Linked DNA regions of Mus musculus: region 2 is linked to region 1. Evidence: chromatin contacts called from public Hi-C data. All regions are on one chromosome and are shown on one strand. Each heading gives the region's core, a stretch centred on a gene start, on an enhancer-like site or on the middle of the called end of the contact. The rest is flanking DNA. Distances are from core to core; before and after follow the strand shown. Region 1 has its middle 110 kb from the start of Pi15. Region 2 holds the start of Pi15 (peptidase inhibitor 15).

Region 1 (2,739 bases), core at 37-2,536:
ATAAATAGGTTATAGTTTTTCATGAATTCATGAAACAAAATATCTTTTTCTGTAAAGTGCCATCATTATATTTTAGGTAGCCATTTTCTGCAGTTGTTCAAACACTGCAAGACCCACAATGTGAGGACTCCCCCACGTTCTGACTCAGGAGAGGCAACACCCAAAATCACTCAGGAGAAATGGTCTTGATGCAAACTGCAAGAGGACTTTTATTTCAAAAGCGCTCTCGGGTCGACAGTCATACGCTGGGGTAGAGGACGTGGTGCCCTGAGTAGCTGGGTAAGGGGGTATTTAAAGGAAGAAACCACAACTCAAGGGAGTGGGGAGGATGTTGTTGGAAATACCAAAAATACCGGTTAAGAGTCACGGGGAAGTGCAAAGTCTCAAGAGTCACAAGGAATACCTGGTAATTTGCCACAGACCCTCTGGGTCCCTTGTCTGTGTGGAACGGGTCTCTGGTTGCAGGTGGGCAAAGAGTCGGTGAATGACAGACAGACCAACACATGAGATTGTGTAGAATCTGAATGTATTTTGTCAGGTCGAGCATCAAACTTTCTATACAGAAGAATAGCAAGAAACCAGACGAGACACAATCTACCAAGTCACAGTGACACAATACAAAAGGAATGTATACATCAAAAGAAGGCAGGGACCAGGCTGCTGCCACTAATAAGGGAGCCAGGTGTAAAGCTAGTCTATTGTTAAACCCACCACCAGACCTATTGTTAAACCCACCTTAGCAGACCTTCTCATGAATACTGCAATACCACAACCCCCCTATTTCCTGGGTCCTGATAATTTCTAGTAACTTTTAAGTATCTGTGGAGAATCTCCATTTGTCAGAAGAATTCACCAACTTGCTTCTAATATGCAATGTAGCCTGTACTGAAGATTTCTAGCTCAGTGGGATTCCCTGGCTCTTATGTGGTAAACACTCTGCAGACCAGTTTTGAGCTGCTTTGGCTACATCTTTTGTAATGCTTAATTAGTTACTGAATAGGTAACTTCCTTACTGCATTCCAACCAGATTCTAAGCTCATAGGCTTCTGGAACCTTGGAAGAATTCAATCTTAAAAGGCACTTATAATAAGATAATACTAAAAGAGAGCATGTGGATCCATACACCAGACTGACGCAGGGATAGGGTATGAGTATACGGGCTAATGAGGACGCCAAAACTCCAGGAGGTGAGTTTCCGTGAAACTCTTGGCCTCGTGAGTGCTCCCAGGCTTCTCAGCCTGTCAAGCAGACTTCACTGACGTGTATGTGGCAGTAATTGTGTGGGTTATTTCTCAACACAGTTTCTATGAGTCCCTAACAATAGCACATTTGCATAGCAGGTTCCATAAATGGTCAGGGTGGTCCTTTTTGAACAAACACTCCCTGAACCCAGGAAGCAGGTGGGTGGAGGAATGTAGCTATCTGTTTTATGATTAGCATGCCCTGGAGCATTGAGTCACAAAGGTCACATTCTCAAGCCTGGGCCTAAAGGCCTAGTTTTTATGTTTTTATGTTTCACTTTTTCAACACTATTGAGCCCAGCAGGATATGAGCAATGTATTACCAACAAGGAAGGGCCATGACACAGCAAGCCAGAGAACATGACCTGACATCTACAGGATCTTTAGCCAAACCATTTGAACTGGCTAGGCTTCTCTTCCTTATTTGTCATGAGGTATAGAGGATAGATACTTCCTAAGACCACTTTCAGTTTAAAAACCCTAGTAAATGGGGACTCATGTAAGAGACATTTGAAGGACAGTCATTTTGCTAAACATGTCCATCGTCTTAGATAGGCTTACTATTGCTGTGATGGCACTCCATGACCAAAAGCAACTTGGAGAGGATAGGATTATTTTGCCTACACATCCTAAATCTCAGCCAAAGAAGCCCACGGCAGGAACTCTCACACAGGGAAGGAACCTGGAGGGAGGAGTGGAAGCAGAGGCTACAAAGGAGTGCTGCTTATTGGTTTCTCTTCATGGCTTACTCAGCCTGATGTCTTATAGTGGTCAGGACTATCAGCCCAAGAGTGACCATGTGCATAATAGGTGGAGCTCTTCTGCATTGCTAATTAAGAAACAAGCTGCTGGATCTTGTAGAGACATTTCTTCAGCTAGTGTTCCCTCCTGTCTAATGACTCTAGCATGTGTCAAGTTGATATAAAACTATCCAACACAGTCAACCTTAGAACTGAGCCTGATCCCCAATAGATAGCCAAAAAAGGTGGCAGAAAAACAAATATAAATATTTATCATGTACTGTGCATTACAGTGGCCAAGAACCAATTATTTATCATTTTACATTTTTAATAAGTAATACATACTGTTTCATCAGTACAAGCAGCAGCATTGGTAGTATTTGGATGGTTGAAGATAAGAGCATATGTTGAGCAATTAACTGATCTGAGCTTAAACAGTAAAAGAAAAATGTGATTCAAATAAAGATGCAGATGACTCCATAGTTATCTTTGCTGTACTAGCACCTGACCAAAATATTCAGGTTAATACTTTTTGTCCCAAAGCAATTTATGTAAGATATGAACACATACACATGGGAAAGAAGGCATTAAAATGAGATGGGGAAATAAATATGGCTTCATCTGTGTTCTAAAGTTTTATACTCTGTTGAATCTTCTCTGAGATCTGGCATACTCTATAGGTATCCAGTGGGTCACAGTGGCTACCATACAGCTATCAGTTTCTAATACCTAACACCAGGAAGAACTCTGCAGTGGCC
Region 2 (2,759 bases), core at 242-2,741, 110 kb before region 1:
TAACATGGCTGAGAGCTTTGTCCAAGAAAGGGAAGAGTCACCTTGCCAGGAATAAATAATGCACATGAAAACTTTAATTTCAAAAAAATATTCTCAACAGCGATTTTAGTGGATAAATATGGCCTTTAGGTTCAGAAAACACAGAAAAACAAAAAACAAACAAACAAACAAACAAACAAACAAAAACCTCATGAATTATGCTCTGAAAAATGACTTTCCAAATGTGGGCAGTCAGTATACCCAATTGTTTTCCTCCTTATAGAAAATGTGTCTCATGTGGTTATGGAACTCACAGAAGAAAATCTATATAGATCCACCTGTCCTGTCTGTCTCACATACATTAATCCGTAAAAGAACACAATTTAACATTAGAAGATACATTAAAAAACATTCATAGGTTGTTCAAACATGTATACTGTATCCCTTGGCAAACATGCACTGTGGTCCATTTAGATCTTTTTAACACACAAAGGAAAGCTTTCTCAAGAAAGGACAAATTCCTCTTACCATATATTCCATGTTTGCTGCTGGTGGGAACACTTTGCCCCGGACTTGATTATGATAATCGAGAATGGCGATCATGTCATTCTGAGAAATGTAACGCTTCCGCCTGGCTTTGGGGATATCCGCAGACTCTAGTGGTGTGCTGAGGGCGGCTTCAGTATCAGTGAAGTTATTGGCTGGCAGAGATGAGTCAGTGGGATTTAGTAAAACGACAGTATGTGCTTCACAGAGAAGGGACAAAAGAATCACAAGGCTGACTGCAGAGTTCATTATCATTTTCAGGGATGGAGAAGTCCTCCAGCTTTGCATTGCTTTGAAGCAAAAACAGTGTAGAGTTAGAGCCTTTACAAAATCAATCAAACAACAAACAAGCAATCAGAAAAGAGCAATAGGGTATGAATTTACATTGTCATCTCTAGGGAGAATTGTGTGGATGGACATTCTCCCAAAATCCTCAAAATTGTTGCCTGAATCTAATGTAATTTCATTTGGGTATGCTATGCGTCATACCTCTTAAAAGGAACTTTCTAGAGTTAAAGAAAGAAACCATGAACATTCCGTTTAAAATGAATGGGAATACTTTGCCCAAATGCTTGAACTGCAAGACACATTACTACAATGCCTGTTTCCAGCCAGGAATCTTTAGCAACCCAAGCTGACCCTGAGAATGAAGAAGACAAATATAGGTAGCCACAGCAAATGTGCTGATAATTTGTCCCAGACATTCTGCATACCGAGTGACATAGGGTAGTACAGAAACCCAGTCTCACTGCTAAGGGGGAAAATGATGTAAACTGCTTTAAGATAATTCATGCAATAAAATCTAGTTAATCCAAGTAGCTTACCTCTGCACAATGCCAAAATGAATACACTGCTCCTCCAACAACGTAAGTTTCTTTGTTATGTTGTAGCATCAACTCTTGTAAGAGGAGTATGTCTTATTACAAGCTCTCAGAGTGCAAGAGTCTGCAAGATTTGAATGCTGCTGGCTACAGAAACAGCTAACAGCTTTTATATGTCAGTTTGCAAAGTCCAGAAAGGGCAGGCTCTCTTAGGGTCTCTCAGCCAAAATCCAAGGGGAGGGGCTTGGGACAGAAAAGAAAAAAAAAAAAAAACAACCAACAACAGAGATTGGGTGGCAACCTTTTTATGTGGCAGTGAGGAAATTGAGTCACACCCACAGCTTACAAAGCACAAATCATGAGACACCCCCCTTTTCTACCTTTTCAGTGAGTGGTTAATTTTTCTTTCTTAGTATGCTCTAGCTCCTGGCTCCCATACCAAAAAGACAAGGGAAAGGAAGAAGGGGGGGGGGGAGGAATTAAAAGACTGTGGGTTCTTGAAAACACAGATGCCTGAGTAACAAGCAGTACATTTTCTGTTTAGATGCCAGCAAATGACATAGGAGCTAAAAAATCATGCTGATATTAAATCAAGAGATCGACTCACACAGTTAGTCTGGGTGGCCACAAATATTATTCACGAGGATTCCAGGCAAGTCAGTAGTAACCAAACTATAGCTTATGATGTTAGGATAATACATGCTCTAGTGGCTGTGCTGTCCGTCTCCATGTGGTTTTATTCCTGCAATTTATATATTTATCTCTTCTCATTCCATCTTCACTCCTTTTTTTCTTTCTCCAAAACAGTACAGTTAGCTAATTACCTGCTTTCTATCTGCCTTGTGTAAAATGTGAAATAAAACTCACAGCAAATGACAGAAGCCAAGATAACATCTGTTCCAGGCTTAGTAACATATACCTGAAATTTCAAGCAAGGAAAAATTGAGCTTCCCCATCATATCATTATATAGTACAATGGAGACCATGAAGAATCATACAGCAGCAGCAGCAGCCAAAAAGGACTTACTGAGAAGATGCCACTGAAGCAAAATCCACATCTGGCAAAGGCAGAGAAAGAATGCAAATAATACTATTGTAATCTGTAATGAAAAGATCCCCTGAAATGTTATGTGCCATTTTCTCACTAACAAAATCTGGACCATTTACAACCAGTCAGAACAGGTATTCAGAAAAACACAAACATATTTGCTCAGCCTACTGATGGAACTGTCGTCAGCATGTTTTTGCAGGGTGAGCATCATGTGAATTCACAGCCATCAAACCAATGAGTATGTGGCAGACTGGACTGGAATCCAGGTCTCCTAGGATTTGCTCCCACTCAGATCACTCTCAATCTGTGTGACCCAATGCCTGCCTTTAACTCTTTGTGAGTAAATTTTAAAATGATAGAGA

The links. Hi-C and Micro-C count contacts between places; a contact is called where the count stands out from the background.
Region 2: a Hi-C map of adipose-derived mesenchymal stem cells shows a contact between it and region 1, with 2.6 times the contacts expected there. The contact joins the promoter of Pi15 here to the enhancer-like site in region 1. A contact is called at or near these places in 1 of 39 promoter capture datasets (macrophages), 4 of 484 Hi-C or Micro-C datasets (adipose-derived mesenchymal stem cells, macrophages and uterus) and 1 of 115 datasets of contacts at active chromatin or transcription factors (the NIH/3T3 cell line).

Annotation. Positions count from the first base shown.
Region 1 is chr1:17,488,233-17,490,971 of GRCm38.p6, reverse strand. No RefSeq gene overlaps it. Among named protein-coding and RNA genes, the nearest start is that of Pi15, 110 kb to the left of the region's middle. Within about 2 kb of position 1,286, at least 51 of the 459 cell types and tissues checked have an H3K27ac peak or open chromatin away from gene starts, as enhancers often do. A contact at or near this core is called in the NIH/3T3 cell line, adipose-derived mesenchymal stem cells and uterus, where this site is marked.
Region 2 is chr1:17,600,633-17,603,391 of GRCm38.p6, reverse strand. It overlaps Pi15 (peptidase inhibitor 15), which reads right to left and starts at 1,491. Exons shown (of 6, transcript NM_053191.2): 1 at 1,350-1,491; 2 at 508-815. The coding sequence starts at 813.